Linked DNA regions of Mus musculus: regions 2 and 3 are each linked to region 1. The links are chromatin contacts, called in public promoter capture Hi-C maps. All regions are on one chromosome and are shown on one strand. The core of a region is the stretch at or near the end of the contact, and the rest is flanking DNA. Distances in the headings are between cores, read along the strand shown.

Region 1 (3,020 bases), core at 80-2,579:
CGCTCGGTTTCCATCAAGCATTTTGTAAAAGTGTTAAACACTCTGGCCATCTCAGTACCTTGATATAAGAATCTAGGACGAAAAGAGGTTCAGAATCCATCTCACCAAATATCTCATTTTACACGGCGATCGCAGCTTAGAGAGGAGAGGGGGTCTGGCCCAGCATCCATCAGCGCCTAGATGGTGGAGCTGCTATGGAAACCATGCTTTTGTAATACGTTCTCGTTCTCTGATGTTCTTTTTTCTCCCTTCCCAAGCGCATGGTGAATCAGATATTTAATAGGCGCCGGAGAAACGATGGCGTTCTCGGCCTCTTTCCTGTAATTTGCATTTTAGCCGCATTACCTTCCCATCTTCTAATATTTTAAAATAAAAATTCCCAGAGCCTTTTAAAAAATCACCCCCCCCCCCAAAAAAAAAAAAACCCGACCTTCATATTTTTTGCAGGTTAACAGGTTAAAGCAAAGAAGCCTCGGAAAGACACAGACCAGCATGATTTTAACCAGGAAGAATAAGAAAAGATTCTCTGGGACCTGCTCAGAGAGGCTTTCTGAAGGCAGATGCGTCCTTGTGACAGCTCCCAGGATCTCAGAAAAGATGCCGGCCCGACTCCTCCCTTCCCAGGCTCTTGCTCAAATGAGGCCGTGAGATGCCCAAGACTCAGAGAGCTTATCACACACCGGTCTACGGGAGAAGAGAAAATGGGAAACAAAGCCTAAGGTGGAAAACCCCAGTTCCGTAGCCCGGAGCGACTGGAGACCGCGCCCTCTCTGCATCTGCGCGTGGACTGCGGCGCCGAGGGTCTGCGGGACTGCAGGGCACAGTGCAACCGGTACCCACACTCATCCCCGGCTGCCCGGCTCGGTCCCCTGCCACCACGCGCACCAGCAGCTCGGGTGCAAGCCGCTGCGGGCTGCACTTGGCCGCGCGCCACGCTATGGAGCATCCTCCCGCGGACACGCTAAGCGGGGGACAGGGGTGCTTCAGATAGGATGTCCCGACAGTGCCCTCCTGTCCCAGGTTCTCACCTTTGCTTGTGCCCATCCCGAAGCGGAAGGTCCTGCCCAGCAGCCTTAGAGCCAGGAGTGAGCGGGTCCGACCAGCAGGGGCGGCGCCGTGGCCCCAGGCTGGAGCTGCGATCAACAGGCGGCTCCCGGCCGGGCGCGGCGCGGCACGGGGCGCGGGGCGCGCGGCTGCAGCGGGGCAGCCTGGGAAGCGTAGTTCTGGCGGCGCGCGGTGGCCACTCCGAGACAGGACCCTTTGCCCGGGCCGCAGCTGCGTCTCCCAATGACGCGATGGCCTCGCAGGGTCCTCCGGTAGAATCTAGAGCTACGTGCGCCAGCACGCTGCGAGGCAGGTGGAGCCTGGGTTTGGGGGATGCTGGGTAGGCTCTGTGGACTGGCTCAGGATCATTGACGCCATGGGTGGCAGAAGCTTGACAAGACTGTGGACAGCTGAGCATCTTTCTGGGCAGCCTCATGAAGGCCCACTTTGGGCCAAGTATAGGAATAGACCAGGCCTGCCCTAGGATTTACTGGCTAGGTGTAGGTGTGGGAAGAACTAGATGGGTTAATTGCTTAAGAGGGGTTGGAAAACTAACTGGGGTTTGGGGAGTGGGATAAAAGTTTTGGTTTGGGAGTGCTGGGGAACTGATACCTACACACTGGCTTCATACTGGACATTGGATTCGAGACTCATTCCCTGTAAAATGTTTACAGCTTAAAGATGCGGTGTGGGAGTCAACAACCGCAGGTCTATCTGTACTAAGAGCACACACAGTCCGGAGTCCTTCATTGTGGTTACAGAAGACATTCTTTGGATGCAGTCTCTGATGGGAAAGTCCTGCAAAAAGTGCTATGCAAAAGATAGCTGCGTCTCTGGCCTGGGTAGAAGTTAAAACTCCCTGAGTTTATTACTGTGGGTCTTTTAGCAGTCTAACCTCCATCCCCACCAACGAAGATGTACTGAAATGTCCTTTCTCTCTGACTGGTTCTTAGGAACTACAGAATATTATCTTGTTTCTGGGGCATGAAAGTTGAATGGGACGAATCCCTGATTGTGGAAGTGCATAGCAAAATGGGTTCCTTCCAGAAACTTTCTTTTGAGAACGAGTCCTATCATGTAGCCTAGGCTGATCTTTTAACTCCTAGTCTTCTTGATTTTGTTTCCTAAGGTCTGGGACTACAGGTATGTACCACCATACACACAATAGGGGCATTTTCTATTCCATAAGGTTGCTCTCCATTTGACTCCTTGTTGGGTACGCTGAGTATATAACCTTTGAAGGGTACTTGACAGTTATAGCTGTTCTGAGTTGTTGTTGTATTTTTTTCCAAGTTGCTCCATGCAGTATTTCACTATATGGTGGGATTGGTGTTATGTTGGGATTAGTGCAGGAACATGAACTAAAGAGATGGATGCTTCAGGGCTGACTGGATCTATAGTAGACCAAGGATGGGTGAGGGTGAACTTGAATGGCTGCTATCTGGGGTGAGGTATGCAATAGTCACATAGCTGAAATAAAAAACATGCTGTAGAAGAAATCCTAAAGTCGAAAATAATAGCAGCAACTTTGCATGCATGTGAAAAATATGCCTTCATATTCCTGTAATTTTTTAAAAAATTTTTGTAACAGTCCCATGGGATGAACAAAGGGAGTTTTTATGGGAGTTCAGAGTCATTCAAGAAAGAGAGGTGGTAGGATAGGTTTATCCAGCTTCTCTAGTCATTAAGGACATCATTCTCCAGGGAACACCAGTGTGGTTCCCAGCGCCTACACAAGACAGACCGCAACAGCTTGTGACTCTAAATTTGGGGTAGCCTATGCACTTTTCTGCCCTCCCAGGGCATCCCCACACAAGTAACATGAACATTAACATAAATAAACAAAAATTAGGCCAGTGGGTGGCTGAGTCAGAAAATAAAAGCTGGCCTTTTAAGGCTCTGGAAACTAGGGTGGTGAACACAGGTATACCATGGCTGCTGAGAGACAACAGAGTTTCCATGGTCAACTATAACCC
Region 2 (2,829 bases), core at 25-2,524, 2.4 Mb after region 1:
ACAAAAGCAAAGAATTCACAGAGCCAGTAGCAGAAGTGAGGATTTGGCAAGTTGAGACCTCAGCCTTAGGGCATGGAGCTCACTGGGTAGAACCTGTCCTTGGGACAGGCATAGCCCTGGTGCTGCAGCTGGAACCCAGCAGGAGTTTCCTGTGAAGGAAAGGAGGGGGAAAAAAAAAACCCTTCGACTCAGAGCAGCTGGCAAGCCAGGTCAGATCCACATCAACGAGAGGAGGCAATCCCACAAATTAAGCAAAAAATATCTACATTTGGTACATGCAGAAAAAAAAAAAAGCAAGAGTTTGAAGCTATGTGACCAAAATACAGTCTTAGATATCTACTGAAAGATTGCACTATGGATTAGCCACAATGATAAACAAGACAACAGATTTTGATTTTATTTTGTGATTAGAAAAACAGTTACTGTTAGTGATACGGTTAAGGGTTCTGAAATATCATCGAAAAGAGAAGTCACGTGTTTCAGAACAGTATTGGAAGATATTGGATGGGTCTGTTAGAATTCCTAAAAGATGGGTCAGATTTAGATATGGAAATGAAAAAAGACCTTGGGGGAGGTGGGGGGGGGTTTGCTGTTTAGCTCAGGCTAGCCTTGAATTTGCAGAGACACTCCCTGGAGTTAGAGCTCTGCCCTGCCACCCTGAACTACACAGAACTTCTTGATGTCTTTGATTCTCCGTTATATCTCCGAAGCCCAGCAGACTACCTGGGATTCCGCAGAGGAGCTGGGCTTGAAGAATTGCATTCGTTGTCAGGTTTGATACACTTAGAATTAGAGATGGCTTTCAGTGTTTCTGGTTTAGGGCTGCTAGCTGTCTAAAAACTATCTCAGTAATTTCCATCCCCCCCCCCCCTCGGTGTTTGCACTGCCATGAGTCTCCCTGTCTGCCTTCTCGCTCACACACACAGAGGATAAAACGCATCTACTGTAAAACAGTCGCTCTTGGATTCAATCTATAAAACTATCAGGAAAAAAAAATCTGTATTTCTTTTCAGAGTTTTGTTTTGTTTTGTTTTTCCCTCAATATCCTTTTAAGTTAGATGTCCTCTTAGCATTAAGGAGGGGAAAGTTCAGAGGCACACCATAGAATATTCATCACATGGCTAGCACCCTGAGAAGAGCTGGGCTGCTCCTACCTGTCCCTGGCTGAAAGCATCTTGATTTTGATTGGACAGTTGCCAGAGTCATTAGCATAGTGTACCCTGACCTGGGTTAGGGAACAGCGACCACTTAGAAATGAACAGAACTTGCAGGACCTGAGCCAGAGCTGACACTTGTATGACACCTGGACAAGAAGCTGACAAGAAGGACAGACTCGGGAGCACTGAAGGCGGACAGGGTGAGTTGTGTAGCCATGGCCACAGGCTTTATTTGTTCTAGGTCATGGTCTGTAAAAATGATGGAAGCTGAACACGCCTTGGTCACAACTCTGAAATAAAAGGAAGTCTTGAAAAATTTAGACCTTTATTTTAATCCTGGGGAAAGATTGAGTTTACTTACTGACGGGATAAAGCAGGTTTTCCCCAATGTCTTGTTCTTAGTTTTTAGGGAAATACTAAATTAATCCTCACTTCATAAAAGTATGTGTTGGAGAAAAGTCTCTTTAAAGTTTTTAAAATTATTGTACTTTTGGGGAGTAAAATCTTTATTCCTCTGCTCTTAATTTAAAATCAAGTATCTAGCCTTGTCTAAGAACAGCATTTTTAGGTTTAGACAGTATAAATCTTGTTTTCCAACTTTTTTTTTTTTTAATCTGTTCTGTTTTGTGTGAAGTGCGCTGTGGGTCATAACCATTCTAATTACAAGTTTGGGCTAGCAGAGTTAGGGCTGTGACAGACGATGACTTTTACTATTCACTACTTCTCTACTTGTCATGTGAGCGGTCTCTGAACTGAGGTGGCAACCATCTTTTTCCAAGCAGCTCAATAATTGTTTCCTAAACATAGAGATTTACTTAGAAGTTACCGATGAGGGGCCGGTGGTAGCACCTCGGTGGTTCAGTGCAAGCCCCGGCGTCCATCCTCAGCGCCACAAACACCTCAGCCCAGAAACAAAGCTAAGACAGACTGAGAAGAGCCTCTCGCACATTTAGTCTTGAATGGCAGTGTTTGCGGAGGGGACTGGACTTCGTGGTTTGGGGGAAGGGGGCTGATCTTACAAAGGTGATGAACAGTTCATGGGATTTATCTATAAAAATATTAGTTAATCTAAAGTGCTATGGGCATAGTCCTAAGCTAGCTGTGTCTTTTTATGCAAATTTACATATTTTTGGTAGAACTAGGTGGTTCCAGGTAATAATGGCTCCTAAGGCTCTTATAACCCAGATCTAGCAATGAGGATGGAAATATACCTGAGGATAAAAGTAGGGACCAGAGTATTGAAACCCTAAAGTCTACTGTAGCAAGTGCTAGTGGCTTCTGCAGATTTTTTTATTGGCAGTTGGTACTTGCAAAAATGTCAATGAAATTGCTATTTCCAGCAGACAGGTAATAGATGGATTCTTTCTGTATTGTATTACTTTGTTGCTTCTTTAGAAAAAAAAAAGATTTATTTATTTTATGTATATATATGTACATTGTTGCTATCTTCAGGCACACCAGAAGAGGGCATCAGATCCCATTACAGATGGTTGTGAGCCACCATGTGGTTGCTGGGAATTGAACTCTGGACCTCTGGAAGAACAGTCAGTGTTCTTAACTGCTGAGCCATCTATCTCCCCAGCAGCCCCTTGTTTCCAAGTCTTAAGCTTTAATGTGCACATGGGACTGAGCTAATGATCACCAGAAAAATTATTAACATGTGTGAATGCAT
Region 3 (3,015 bases), core at 266-2,765, 2.6 Mb after region 1:
ATTGATCTACAATTAAATTTGATTTAATCCCAGCAAAGGCAGGCAGACCTCTGTAAGTTTGAGGCCAACCTAGTCTAGGGAGCAAATTCCAGGGCTGCCGGGCTAGACCAGAGAAAGCCTGTCTTGGGGGGCCGGGGGTGGGGGTGGGGGCAGAGAGCAGAAAAAGGAAACTTAGTCAATATGGAAAAAGAACAGGGATCCAGGCATCCAGGGACACACCCATCTTCCCCACCTCAAGTCCATCTTCCAGGTACTGAAGTGAGTTCAGAGTTTAACCAGAGAGCCTCAGGCACGCACATCTAAGCGGTCCTGGTCTAGGCAGTGGTCACGTGTGCTCACTGCTTTTCTGTGCTTCAGTCTCATCTTGTAAGACGTTCTGACTAACTCTTAGAAACTGTGCCAAAGGAATGTTTCCCAGGAGACAAGATCCCCCTCTGACTGGATTCCTGGGGAGTGTCCCTTTTCTTTGAGGTCCATTGTTTCCGTAGTCTGATAGTCGGACTGAGAGACACAAAGTGTCTCTTTTCAAATGTATTTTTGCCAGCCTGTTACAGAAACGTAAGCCATTTTGCATTGGGGCAACTGGTTTGAGGGGCAGCACTTTTAAAGAGGTGATAAGGTGGATGAGGGCTCCGCTGTCACGAGTGAATTAATGTCACTGAGGAGCGGGTTAGGTACTGAAGAACTAGCTTGCCTCAGTTTTAGGCTTCAAAGCCGTCCTACAGTAAAGACAAACTAGGTTTATTCCTGTTCATGACTGTACCTCTGTTTCTCAAAGGCAGAGCTATGCCCCACCTGTAACCTTAACTACAAACGGTTCTTGATGGGCTGCCTATGACTGTTCCAGGAATGGCGGTCATGCCTTTTTAACCATCTGCCCCATTCTACAGGGTAAAATGAAAGGGGAAAAAATTCTTTAAGGAGAAAGAGAGGGAGGGGGCAAAGTTTCCCATTCATCGGGAGTCCACCCCTAAGGTGAATGCACGAGCTTGCCGCTTTCTCTCTCGTCAAGGGAGGGCACACTTTTTTTTTTCTTTTATTTTACCCCATCCTCAGCAAGTGAAAGAAAGCCCCTCAATTTTGGCTTGCCCAACCTCCAGAACTGTACGTCTCTAATTTGTTTTCAAAAATAAAGTCTTGAGTGTCTATTTTAGCATCACAAGAATGGACCACAGCACGATGCTCCCAGTCGCTGATTCCTCTCTACTGTACTTTTGTTGGCAATGAATACAATGAATTCACAAATCTGCAAGCTCTAACCTTTCAATAGGTTGATGTTATAGTTATTTTGAATACAGTGCATTTATCTGAACTGCTTATATTACTGGGTTCCCCCGTAGAGAATGTAAACACTTCCAGCACAGGAATCGGAGTCCTCGCGTCAGCACCCCCAAAGAGTGTACTCAGTAATGAGTCAGCGAAAACTTTTAGAGCAAACCTGTTCTTCTCCCCGGGAAACAAAGCGTTAACCAACGTGCCTAGGGGGCGTGTACATTTCTTAAATGTTCAATGGCTGGTGGGCGGAGCTTCCAAAACGACCTGCAGGACGGTGAACTTTCGCTCGCAGAACCGCTTCTTTCCAGTGCCTGGAGACAACAATCCCACAAGAATAAGGTGAGTGAGTGCGTACATGTGTGTGCGTGCGTGTGTGTGTGTGTACTCCTCTTGCACTGAGTAGTTACATAATTTTGCTAAAGCTACAGTTTATAATCCGCAATTGTTTTAACTTTGTGATTTATTTGCTGTTCACTATCTCAAAGCTTGTTTAGGCCAAATAAAAGGCACAAATTTTTTCTGCCTAGTAGATGAGCGGTTGGTATGGTCTAAAGGTCTTGGTAGGGTTCGTTTTCTCTGCCATTTAAGTAATTAAAAGGCAGGAGGAATTTCAACTGCAACAGATAGCAGTGAAGAAATCTCAAACCCTGCAGACAGGAGCAGAGACTCAGCAGCTGAAGAAGGGGGCTTGCTGGAGGCAAGCAACCACCCACATGCAGCAGACACACAGAGAAAAGATCTGCAACACTGAAGCCACAAAATCTAAAAATCCCCGATCTCTTCTCGAGGGCTGGATTTGTTTGTTTGTTTGTTTGTTTAGTCTCTGAAGACCCCCCCCCCCCAATATAGGGTAATCACTTTAAAGAAAAGAAGTTTCTCTGGCCTGTGACTCTCGTGTAAACCAGCCCTAATCCAGATGGCCTAGAAGGTGTTGAGTTAGTCCCTCAGCAGTGGCCTGCTGCTGGGAGGTAAAAGCCTGCAAGGCCCTGGTTTTAAGGGGCCAGGCTTTTGTCTCAGCCTGGAGGGTATAGAAGAAGCCAGCCATCTTGGAAGTTCATCAGGTTTCTTACATATCCATGGCCCCTCTCCCTGTCTGTCTAACTTCTAGTCTCTCATGATTCTGAAGAAAATAGCAAATGGACATCTATCCAATGGACACGCGTGCGTTGTCTGTGCACAGCTTAAGTATGACTGGGCACACCAAAACACCCTCACACATTATAACTTCAAAAGTTGAAGAGACCTGAGAAACCTGCACATCAAATCCTACACTCTCCTGGCCCTGTGTGGAGTCAGAGCAGTTAGCACTCCCTCCCTGTGACGATGCTCGTGTGTGTGTGTGTGTGTGTGTGTGTGTGTGTGTGTGTGTGTGTGTGTGTGTGTGTGTGTGTGTGTGTGTGTGTGTGTGTGTGTGTGTGTGTGTACGTACTCGGGAGCGCAAATGCCAGCCTTGGGAACAAGAAAGCAGCATCCCGTAGCCTCCCCTGAGACTCATACCCCCTTTTGATTAACAACCAACTTTTCTCAGGTGCAGATGGCTCCTGCCCTCGAAGGAAACAGAACCCAATACCCTTGAAATGATAACAGCCCACTCTTAGACTATGAAAAAGAGACAATTAAGTGTTCCCAGACAGCTGTGGCCAGTTGTAAAACTACACCAGCTTCCTATAGCACAAGGTACTTTTCCCAGGTCGGAAAGGTTCCTTTCCAGCTGCACGTTCCGCCCCGCTGTCAGAACAA

What was found. Promoter capture Hi-C pulls out the DNA fragments that hold promoters and counts their contacts.
Region 2: a contact with region 1 is called in a promoter capture Hi-C map of embryonic stem cells, with 6 times the contacts expected there. The contact joins the promoter of Gcm1 here to the promoter of Tmod2 in region 1. A contact is called at or near these places in 2 of 39 promoter capture datasets (cranial neural crest and embryonic stem cells).
Region 3: a contact with region 1 is called in a promoter capture Hi-C map of hippocampal neurons, with 5 times the contacts expected there. The contact joins the promoter of Gsta4 here to the promoter of Tmod2 in region 1. A contact is called at or near these places in 1 of 39 promoter capture datasets (hippocampal neurons) and 1 of 115 datasets of contacts at active chromatin or transcription factors (astrocytes).

Annotation. Positions count from the first base shown.
Region 1 is chr9:75,609,996-75,613,015 of GRCm38.p6, forward strand. It overlaps Tmod2 (tropomodulin 2), which reads right to left and starts at 1,330. Exons shown (of 10, transcript NM_016711.3): 1 at 1,029-1,330.
Region 2 is chr9:78,050,684-78,053,512 of GRCm38.p6, forward strand. Gcm1 (glial cells missing homolog 1) reads left to right here and starts at 1,275. Exons shown (of 6, transcript NM_008103.3): 1 at 1,275-1,357.
Region 3 is chr9:78,190,451-78,193,465 of GRCm38.p6, forward strand. Gsta4 (glutathione S-transferase, alpha 4) reads left to right here and starts at 1,516. Exons shown (of 7, transcript NM_010357.3): 1 at 1,516-1,614.